Linked DNA regions of Arachis hypogaea: region 1 is linked to region 2. A link is a contact called in public Hi-C data. All regions are on one chromosome and are shown on one strand. Each heading gives the region's core, a stretch centred on a gene start, on an enhancer-like site or on the middle of the called end of the contact. The rest is flanking DNA. Distances are from core to core; before and after follow the strand shown.

Region 1 (5,874 bases), core at 3,248-5,747, 210 kb before region 2:
TACTTAACAAATATCCAAACTGCTTAAGCAGAGGATCAATTTTAGGCATAAACTATAAAACAGAGGACAATTACCAATTTATTAAAAAGAATGTAAAACAAATTATTAAAAGATAATCTCAATCACCATCAAGAACTATTGCACAAAACTTACCTTAGATCTAGTGAAGAGGGCCTCATAGAAATCACGTTCAGATTTTGACAGTTGCAAATTTATTCCACCTACACAGTAGCAAATTATGAAATAACGAATGAACTCCTAAAAACCAGCACAGTTTCCTCAATAAAAGGCCTCTACTTAGAGCGTGGATGACGAGCAGCAGTTCAAGCAGCAAGGGAGGGATAGAGGAGCGGCGCGGCGAGACGCGAGCAGTGAAGCACCAGGATTACAAGTAGTGACGACAGACAAGCAATGATGGCGGACAAGCTGTGGACGAGGAAAAGGGAGACGAGCACGTGATGGACGACGACCACGCGACGGACGGCGAGAACGACGGACACCGAGAACGCGACGGACGTCGAGCAGAGGAGACACGGCGACATGGGAGCTCAGCGAAGAGTTTATGGCAAGGTGTGAGTGTGGGACAAAATACCTAGGGTTATTTTAGAATTTTAGAAATATGGAGGTGTCATCAATTGGATCTCCAACCCAAATAGTGAGTATATTTATTTTTTTAATAGAATATTCAGTTATCTCAAACGTTTTTGTCATGGTAGAAATTAAATTGAAAAAAAAATTTATGATATAGGAACCCAATTGAAAAAAAAAGTATAGGAACCTTCAGTAAAACTATAGAAACTTACAGAATAATTAAACATATTTTCTAAGTGGATATATTTGTCTTTTTAAAAATATATGGTGATAAATTTATAATATTAATCTTTTTCATATTTTTTCTCTTTTACTACCTTTGTTTCTCATAGCTTGAATAACATATTTTTTTATTTAAATTAAATTATTATATTATTTACGATATAAAACACAAAGCATTTATGGATTTGCATAACGTGCTAAATCTCGAATACTGTATATGAACATAATTATGAGCATATTTCGGGGACTGAACATCTGAGATATGATACATTACCAGTTTAAGGTATCCCGATGCACTCGGGATACAACACAGATGGAGAAACGGATACTGAATATCTGAGATATGCATGCAGAGAGACAAGAAGTCACAGTACCCAAGATACATTCATAATGAGAAATGGGGTTGCAGAATGTTGTTATTACCATCTTGGGCCACAATAATTAACAACATACCCCCGCACTTGCTGTACAAATGTGTCCCATCAACCGATACAAAAGGCTTGTGGTACTTAAATGCCTCAACACAAGGAGGGAATGCCTAAAAGACCTTATCAAGATGGCTGCTATCGCTGTTAATCATGTTGCAGTCATAATAAGGAACAACGCAATCGTGTATCGTGTTAGGAGGCATTCTTGCAAAGCTTGTAACAGCCTGGGTATCTTGTTGTACGACTCTTCCCAATCACCATAAATCTGAGCAATCGCCTTCTACTTTGTCATCCACACCTTTCGATATGATGGCTTAAAATGATAACTTTGTTGTTCTCTACTTTGTGACACTGAAATAAAAACAGAGGGATCAACATATATTATTGTCTTGATGACCTTGCAAATTAAACTACTATCTAACTGAGCATGGTCTTGAGATATGATTGGCACTAAATAGGTATATCGTCCACCAAATCTATGCACCGCCCTACAAAATTACTCATAGATCTCAGCATCTAGTATAAAACATAATCAACATATAGGCACTTAATTTCATAAAAGGTAAAGGATAAAATTTACCAGTAGTTCAAATGGTGTAGTTCTTTACTTCCATCAGACCAACATCCTTATTCCTGAACCTGTGGCCCACCCGAAACTCTACATCACAATCCGTGTTGTAATCTTCCCTGTCATCAGGGTTGAAAGGATCATCTAGCTGCATTGTGTCCAAATTTAAAGTCTGATAATGACTTGGAACTTCTGATAATTATGGAATGACCAAAGGAGGAGGTAGGAGAAACTGAGCACCCCACCAATGGGAGTCTCTGGCACATACTCATAGAAGAATCACTCTCGTTGGACGACTTGGTTTCAGTAACGTAATCCGAAATTCCGAATCACCCTCGCTGTCATCCTCTTCGACACTATTACAAGGCTGGGCGAAGTGAATTGATCTTGCATCAACGGAATTACTTCGGCCTCGAAGAGGATGGCCCACAACCACCACCCACTTCACAAACCGCAGCATACCATTCATCACATGTTGCAGCATTATCCTAGCATGTACGTCGAACATTAGCTTTACATGCTGATCAGCTTCGAGCCATAATAACTTGTTAGTAAATCCACCATTTGGAAGCGCTGGTAAAAATCTATATGCAATACGTCCAACCTCCTTGGAACCTAATGTCCCCATGTTGCTTAGTATGACAGTCTTTAGTGCATGTAGAGAATCAACATGGCAAGTGCGCAACATCAAAGTTGAATCAAACTCAAAAATCATTCATTTCTCACTATTTTTTATTATTCCATTGGGATAAATTACAACAAAGAGGAATGGATTATTATCTATGATTACGAAAAAAGGATAAAGACAGTGAATAAAGATATGGATGTAGTGTAAGTAATGGCTAAAAAGTTTCTTATATAGAGTTTTGAGCTAGAAAGTTTCTTATATAGAGTTTTTCTCCTAGTTATCTAGAATATAGAGACACCTATTTAATGAGACACGTATCACAGATACTGTGACCCTATTTTTTATTATGCACGCATCTCGGGTATCCTATTTCTCACTATGAATATATCCCGATTCTGTGATTATTTTTTCTCTATACATGTATCTTGGGTACTCAATACACGTTTTTTTATCTGTATCGTATCTCGGATCTTGGATGCGGATCTTGGATGCATCCAAGATACGTTAAACAAGTAATGTATCATGTTTCAGATATTCAGTCTCTAGAATATACTCGTAATTACGTTTGGGTCACAATATTTTAGATGTGATACGTTATGTAAATTCGTAAATGCTTTGTGTTTTATGAATTTTCGTAAATAATATATATTTAATTTAAATAAAAAATCGCTTGAATAACACGATAATAAAATAAATTTTATAATAATTTATATAGTGGAGTTAAAATTAATAATATATAGAAAAAACAATATTATTATTATGTATTACCGAAAAAGAATCTAAATTCTAGTGAGGATACCTGCCTCACCAAACTATACACGGATCTGTTCTTGTCTACTAGTACATGAAAATTAAATTTATTTAAAAATATATAGAAGATAAAAATAAAAATAAATAATATGAGAAGAATCGTATTTATTCTATACAATAAATAAGGATTTCCGATGTTATACCGTTGTCATTGAAAGAGATCGAGAGGAAAGGAAAGAATCTATGCGCAATACTCATGGCTCATGAGTCATGACTCACTCATAACTAAGTCACAGACTCCTCAGTGAAATCTCACTCACACTCACCCTGGCCCCTGGGTGCCTCGGACCCACCATTTTCACCCACATACATACCCTTCCTTTTTTCTCACTCCACCATTATTATATACATTTATTTATTAATTATTATTCTTTTTCTTTTCTATTTCTCATTTTCATTTGATAGTTGATACCACAAGAAATTAAGAAATAAAATTATATGTGATTTTGAAATCATATTATTAATAATCTCTAACTCATAAATTAAAATTTTCAAACGTTGTATAAATAAATAAGTTAGTAACAAATTCTACATTTAAAAAGTAAACAAACATGACAAATAAAAAAAAAAGAGAAAAAATATGAGTATACTTGCACAAGCTGAAGGCACTCACTCTCACCACCCAACACACAACACATAATCCCTTTTCTTAAATTTCCCAAGCCTCCCCACACACCCATGACCCAACTGTTGTTTTTCCTTATTCAGCAAAAAATATTTCACCCCACTCACAGTCTCACACACTCCCTCCCTTCCATCATTATTATTCCATTTCACCCGCTTTCTCTTCCACTCTGATCAATAGTACTACTAAAGACTAAACATCTGAATTGATTTTTAAGTTATTTTATTTTAAACGATACACTTTAATTTTTAATAAATTACAAATTACAGATTTTTATTATGTTAAGTCTTTTTAAATTTATTTTTGTCGAAAAAATTGATTCCTCTGGTATTTAAAAAGTTTAATTTATTTTATAATAATATTTTTAAAATTTAATTTTGTTATACTAATATAATCGTAAAATTATATTTATTTTTTATGACAATATAAAAAAAGTATTATTTTAAATAATGTAATGAATATAATTGAATGCATATGAAAAATTACTTTATATTAATTGTATATTAAAATTAAATTTAATAAAAAATTATTATAATCAAATATTTGGATTAAAAATTGTTAAGGATTAATTTGAGTGTGTTAGTAAATGAATAAATAAATAAATAAATCGCTCCCTTCACTCCAAACGCAAAGAGAGGAGGAAGCAAGAGAGTCACAACTCACGTCCAAGATTCTTTTGATTTTGATTTTGTTGTATGATATTGAGGCTACCAAGATGCCAACCCCGGTGGCAGCAGCCCGGCAATGCCTAACACCAGAGGCTGCCCGCGCCCTCGACGAGGCGGTGTCCGTTGCCCGCCGTCGCGGCCACGCCCAAACCACCTCTCTCCACGCCATCTCCGCCCTCCTCTCCCTCCCCTCCTCCTCCCTCCTCCGCGACGCATGCTGCCGCGCCCGCAACTCCGCCTACTCGCCGCGCCTTCAGTTCAAGGCCCTCGACCTCTGCCTCTCCGTGTCCCTCGACCGCTCCCCTTCCTCCAACCCATCCACTGACCCGCCCGTCTCCAACTCCCTCATGGCAGCCATCAAGCGGTCTCAGGCCAATCAGCGCCGACACCCTGACACGTTCCATAACCAACTCTTGTTCCAAAGTAACCACTCTAACAACCTCCAACAAACTCAGCAACCGTTTTCTGTTTCGTCGGTTAAAGTTGAGCTGCAGCATTTGGTGATATCGATTCTTGATGACCCGGTTGTCAGTCGGGTTTTCGCTGAAGCGGGTTTCCGGAGCTCCGAAATTAAGCTCGCGATACTCAGGCCCTTGCCGCAGCTTTTTCGCTACTCGAGATCGCGTGGGCCGCCGGTTTTTCTATGTAACTTGCCGGAACAAGGCCGCCGGGGAGGGTTTTTCGGGTTCCCGTTTTCCGGCCGCGGAGACGGAGGGGAGGAGGAGAGTTTCAGGAGGATTGGGGAGGTTCTGGTGAGAAGCAAGGGGAGGAACCCGGTGCTGCTTGGCGCGTGTGCTGGCGAGGCGATGCGGCAGTTCGTGGAGGCGGTGGAGAAGCGGAGGGAGGGGGTGCTGCCGGTGGAGCTGGTAGGGTTGAGGATTGTGTCCGGGATTAGGGAAGCGGAGGAGGTGGCGGAGAAGGGCGTGGGGCCAGGAGTGGTGGTGAATTTGGGGGACTTGAAGGGTTTTGTGGCGGAGGAGGAGAATAACGGCGGTGAAGAGGGTGTTCTTGGGGAACTGGGGCGGTTGTTGAAGGTTCATAGTGAGAGGGTATGGTTGATTGGTTTTGCTGGGAGCTATGAGTCTTACTTAAAATTTGTTGGAAGGTTTCCTTTTGTCGAGAAAGATTGGGATTTGCAGCTTCTTCCCATTACTTCTCTTCAATCTTGCCAGAGACCAAGGTCCAGGTGATTTTTTTCCTCAATGAATATCTTCTTCTATTTATTCATGTAACTCTCAACTTCTCCAAAGTAGTTGTTTACTGTCAGAACTTTTCAACAAAGGAGATTAAATATTAATTCTTTTATTCATCATGTGCATGCTTCGAGTAGTTTC
Region 2 (6,026 bases), core at 555-3,054:
CCATTCCTCTTTGTCCCTTCAGGCGTACTCCGATGCTAATTGGGCTGGTGATCCTACTGATTGTCGTTCCACTACTGGTTACTGTTTGTTTCTTGGCGACGCTCTCATTTCTTGGCGTGCTAAGAAGCAAACGTTCACTGCTCGCTCAAGCACAGAAGCTGAGTATCGTGCTCTCGCTGACACCACTGCTGAGGTTATCTCAATTCGTTGGCTTCTCGAAGATTTGGGTGCTTCTCAGTCGTCCCCTACTGAGGTTTTTTGTGACAACCGCAGTGCTATTCAGATTGCCCATAATGATGTGTTTCATGAACGCACCAAACACATTGAGATTGATTGTCACTTTGTTCGACAACGTATCTTTATTGATGCTGTTCGTCTCATTGCTGTTGGAACATTGGATCAGATTGCTGATATCTTCACGAAAGCTTGTCACCCGACTCGTTTTCGGACTTTGTTATCCAAACTCAAGATGGTATCCTTAGCTCCCACTTGAGTTTGAGGGGGGATGTTAGAGAATCATTAGAATCAATTTAGATCAGTTAGTATCGTTTATATTTATATAGCATATCTGTATATTAATTGTAGAATTCTATGCCTTTATTACTTTGATTCTTCTAACACCTATATATACCCCTTGTATATTGTACTTTTGATCACACTGAATAATACACAAAACACTTTCTTTAGATTGGTCTCTTGTTTCCAACAACCGAAAATAGAGTAAGGGACCAACTAAGTACATTTTTTACAAGATCAATAATAATAATAATAATAATAATATTTTTTATCAGAAAAATATTTATGGGTCTACATTAATTATCTAACCGAAGAAAACTTCCACCCATACGATTTTATAAAAGAAATCTTATCATAACTAAGAATTAAATTTCGGTCAAATTATTATCAATAATGATAATAATAATAATAATAATAATAATAATAATAATAATAATAATAATAATATTATTATTATTATTATTATTATTATTATTATTATTATTATTATTATTATCATCGTATAATAAATCTATCTTTCATACACAGTGTTTATTTTTTTCACAGTAAAAACATTTTCTATTACTAAAACCCTAATTTGTATAATAAAAATAAAAAAATTATAAACCTTAAACTTTATCCAAAATCTATAAATTATAAACTTAAAAACATAAAAATTTATCCCTAAATTACACATCTATAGATTTAATTTTTGATACATTTTCAATTCAAAAAAATAGTTTAATATACAAATATTTTTAACTATAAAACAAATTACTTTTGTTAAAGACAAATAGAAATGAATTTATTGAAGAACATCACGCTGTATATAAAAGTCAATTTTTTCTTTTAACTGTTATCGAAATATATATATATACTCAAGGTAAACAACTCTAAAAATGACAATCTAACCTAAAAATAATAACAATCCTTTATTATTACTTATTAATAGTAACTGAGTATATGAATAACCTTATAAATAGAATTAATTAAATTTTAACTGAAAACAACTTACACTCATAAGAAGTGTTAAATATATAATATTATATATTAATATAAAATCACATAAAAATGGTTTATTGTTATTATTATTATTTTAGATAATATATGATATAACCATGACTATTTAAGATTTTATAATTTATTTAACAATAATTAAAGAAAAATAAATATTTTATTTAATATTTGGATCCTGAATTCAACCGCTCAAAGAAAATAATAAGAGTATAAGACACTCACAGATAGAATGTTACATAATTTAAAATATAAAATTCTTATATAACTGACCAGCTAAGCCAACTTTTCAACAAATTATGGGTTAGCAGCTTTGATTGTTATAAAAAAATAGCAGAAACACGTATCTCAAAATTAGTATACCAAAAAAAATATCTGTATATTAGCTCTGTACCGTAGTGTTACCCATAATTAAAAGCCAAATCAAATTAAATCAAATCCCTTCTCTGTCTCTTCTGTTACCATACTTTCCGTCCATCACACAGCAAAACACTCTCTCCACCAAACTTTTCTTACAGCCCCACCGCCACCACCACCCATGGACGAGTTTCCACCGCCACCGCCACCTCCACCTCCTCCTATGACCCTGGACGGAGCTGAAAATGACGCAGTTTTCGCCAAAACGCTCGTGCTGAGCAAACGCGAAGTAACCGCTCGTCGGCTCCGCCGAACGAGGCAACTCAGACGGTGCTACAGAGGGCACTACTGGGCTCTAATGGAAGAGATCAAGTCCAAGTATAAGGAGTATTATTGGACCTACGGTAAGAGCCCCTTCAAGGAAACTAGCGGCGTAAACCACGCTGTCGTTTTGGGCGACGAGAACAATAACAACGCAAACGGCGGCAACGAGAGGAACAATAATGCCGCTTTGGGAGTTGGAGGAGACGACGTCGTTCGGTGCGCTTTTGGTGGATGTAAGATTAAGGCTATGGCGCTTACTAGGTACTGTCACGCTCACATACTTTCGGATCCGAAACAGAAGCTCTATCGGGGATGCAGAACCGTAGCTAAAAAGTGAGTTCTTTTTTACTCCAAGTTTTTTTTTTCCCTTGCAATTTTTGCTTTGGTTGATAGGTTTTCTTGCAATTTGAAATTTGTTGAAGAATTGTATTTTAATTTTTTGCTTTTTATGTTCGTTTTCATGTTGTGCTTTTTTCTTTTAGTTGAATAGATGAATGGAATTCTTTTATCATAATGCCTGTGGTTTGGAAAAGATGGGTTAAAGTTTCAGAGGAAGTAACCTGCTTTGTTTGTGGTTTAGTGTTGCTTGATAATTTTGCACTTGCTGATGCTGGATTTGGTTCCTCTAATCCTTATGGTAAATAGAATCCAAAGTTTTAACTGTTGAGGGTTAGGAGACCAATCCCCATGGTATCCTCATCGCGTAATATTGGGAAAGGAAACTAATTTAAGTATGTCAGGCTTACTCTCCAAGGTATCCTCACCTCGAGTCGTCTCGGGTGCGAGTGTGTCTCTATCACAATGCAAAACCATTGATGGTAGATAATTAGAAGTGTCTGGTAATATGTATATTTAATTTCCTTGTGTTGAAAACGTGCACTTTACCCCTCTATAGTGCACCTCAACGTTACAACATAGTTTTTGAATGCGAATGGGCGCCTCATGGTGGAGAGCAAAAATTCTGCCATAGGATTATGGCGAATGGCGTTGTGAGAAATGGTGGAAATGTTAGATAGGACTGAAAATACATGTATATCCACAAAATGCAGAAAAGCCGCACATGTAATAGATTATAAAATGTAAGCAATATAAGCAACCTTTTACTCGTAAGGGTGCAATTAATTCAGCTAAGCAACAAATAAAGACAACATTAAGTCAGAAAGCACAAAAATACAAAGACATAGGAGCTTAAGTGCCAACTATGGCATAGTCAAATACTAAAAGCTCAAAAGAAACACCAAAGACATTGTCTCATCTTGTATTTAAACTAACAAATGAAGTATCTGGATTGACTAGAGATGAAATGGAAGAGGAACGAACACCAAGAAAAAGACTCAAAATAAAAGTGAAACATAAGCAGAGTCTTGAAAAGAGAGCGGAGGGAAGAGTTGGAAAAAGGAAAACCACCTAGAGTGGAGGAGGAGGGCCAACTGGTGGCAGCGGTGATGCCTTGATGGCTTCTTTCTCAAGCAGCAGTAGTATTGACTTTCTTCCTGAAGGCCTGGATGGTTGCATAGTTTGATTTAATTAATAATCACTATATACTTAATTTGTTTGTTTTGGTAAAAGTCGAGCATTTTTTATTTAGAAAATTTTATTTAGCACAGACAACCCGTACAAAGTAATACAGATGACGTAAGATGCTTATATATATATATATATATAATGCTGTCCTGATTGCTGTCATTCATTGGCTGAAAATGCAACTACTTTCATAATTATCTCATTATACCAAACATTTATTATAAATGGTAACCCTATTGGTCAGTTCGTTTTATGCCCACCTCAATCTTAAGTTCTTGGAGAAAACCATGTTATGGACTTATGGCTGCTTTGCTTACTAAAAGAATTTCTTATTTTGTATTCAGTAGTGTCATATGACACTTGCTTACCAGCTATGCATACTAGTTTATGGATTCAAGCCAACTAAAGAATCCAATACTGGTCAACAATGTCTTGCAAATAGTTTATTCTTTGGTTGCATACAGAAATATCACTATCACCTGAAAAACTCACACCACATCTGTTGACTTCTGTTCCTGATCTAATTGTGCATCATGGAAGCATAAATGATTAATTATAAGTCTGATTTCTATTCCTTCCCTCTCTTTCCCGTTATTGCTGCACAGGATTGCCAATTAGCACTCCCTAGAAGATTCTACACAGTTGGAACTACCAACTCAGGGAGAGGAAGTCTCTCCAGTTTCTAACAGAATTCACAACAGAAAAGGCATAGTAAACTAAGCTAACTATAACCTAGCTATTTATAGGCAGTGAGGAATAGAGTCTAACTAACTTATCAGCCAGATGGACCATGCTAACAACAACTAAAACTGGCAGTTAACTGCTACTTACCTCTCCTTTTGTAACACAGCCCGAACCTGTTAGTAGTAGGCGCCTCTCTATCAATTTCACTTACAAAGATACCCTTCGAGTTTTTTATCCCTACTTTCTGTTCAAGTATGAGAAAGCTTTGTTTGTAATTTGTACTATGTTCTTAATTTTAAAGTCTGAAATTTTAAAATTGATGCTTTGCCCTTTTCTACTTTGATGTATTAAAATATTGCTGTCCTAATTCCTATGCATAATAATTACCATTTTCTCAGACAGACAAATTTACTGAGAAAGGTTTATGGCTCTATGCAGTTTGCCAACAGGGCCTTCATATTGTAATAAACCAGTGTTGAGGTCTGTGGTTCCTGCTGCTTGCACAACTCATTACCAATTAGGTGAAAAGTGTCTTCTTCGTGCTGTAAAAAGGGCAGGCTATAATGTCCCAATTAATCGTAAGCCTAATGTGAAATTACATGTAGTAGTTAATGAATTTGTTCGCCAAATCCAAAATAAACGAAAAGTTGCATTGAAAGCAGCTGTATCTAAAGTTGAGACTCAATAAGAAACAAGGTTAAGTTTCTTATTGTTTAGAAGATGATTGATTGTCTAAAGACATTAATGGTGTTGGGCATATTCCAGTATCTGGGAGAAATTGGTTAATGGTTTGGTGTTGAAGGATGATCAATAAGAAATGTACTTAGATGTCTGTACATCATAAGTATTCCAGGTATGTCATTTTTTTTTCTTTTCTTGTTTAGTCACATACTTTGACCCTATGAGCAGCATTGCAATATTTCAATTGTTGATTGTTACTAATAACCGGAATTTCTTGACATGGATTAAGAATACTTTTGTGAATCAATGAGAATAGCAGTAAGCCATAATTAGTTCATTTGATACGTTGAAAGTTTTGGGGTTTACTTAATGACTTATTGATCATTTGACAATATTGCACTAGAGACTTTCTACTGTTGCAAGAATGTCAAAATGATAACTTGAAACTGAAAGATTCAACTGTTCCATTCAATTTCAAAGCTCTCTTGACTAGCTACATGTTTATAAGGATTAGTTGATGTGCTTGACAGTTTTGTTATTTTGGTTCTTGCACTGCAGATGCTCCTTAGCACTAAAACATAATAAGAAATATAAGTGTCTGCTAATTCCTTGGATCCTGTCGATTTCTAAACGTTGAATTGTTGACTTCAACATAAGTTATCAGTTGTATATTCAGAATTTCAGATGCTATTGACATCAAATACATATGATTAAAAGAAAATACATACACCCCATTATTTTGATGATAGTCACATTCTAGCAATAATGTTTGAGTGCAATTGGGTGATCACATTTTGTACAATAATTTTAGAAAATACGTCATGTTTCTTTCAATTAAGGGGAAAAGTATTATTGTTATTGAAAAGGGATTTAGCTCCTCTAAAGCAGAAAAAATTAATTTAGAGGGAAAAGATGGAAACATGTGAAATCTGAGTTTAGTGATAAAA

What was found. Hi-C and Micro-C count contacts between places; a contact is called where the count stands out from the background.
Region 1: a contact with region 2 is called in a Hi-C map of leaf, with 2.1 times the contacts expected there. The contact joins the promoter of LOC112783300 here to the promoter of LOC112784063 in region 2. A contact is called at or near these places in 2 of 8 Hi-C or Micro-C datasets (leaf and an unstated tissue).

What each region holds. Positions count from the first base shown.
Region 1 is chr20:32,648,554-32,654,427 of arahy.Tifrunner.gnm2.J5K5, reverse strand. LOC112783300 (protein SMAX1-LIKE 8) reads left to right here and starts at 4,497. Exons shown (of 3, transcript XM_025826196.3): 1 at 4,497-5,726. The coding sequence starts at 4,588.
Region 2 is chr20:32,431,192-32,437,217 of arahy.Tifrunner.gnm2.J5K5, reverse strand. It overlaps LOC112784063, which reads left to right and starts at 1,804. Exons shown (of 2, transcript XM_025827170.3): 1 at 1,804-2,523; 2 at 4,837-5,343. The coding sequence starts at 2,048. The coding sequence ends at 5,086.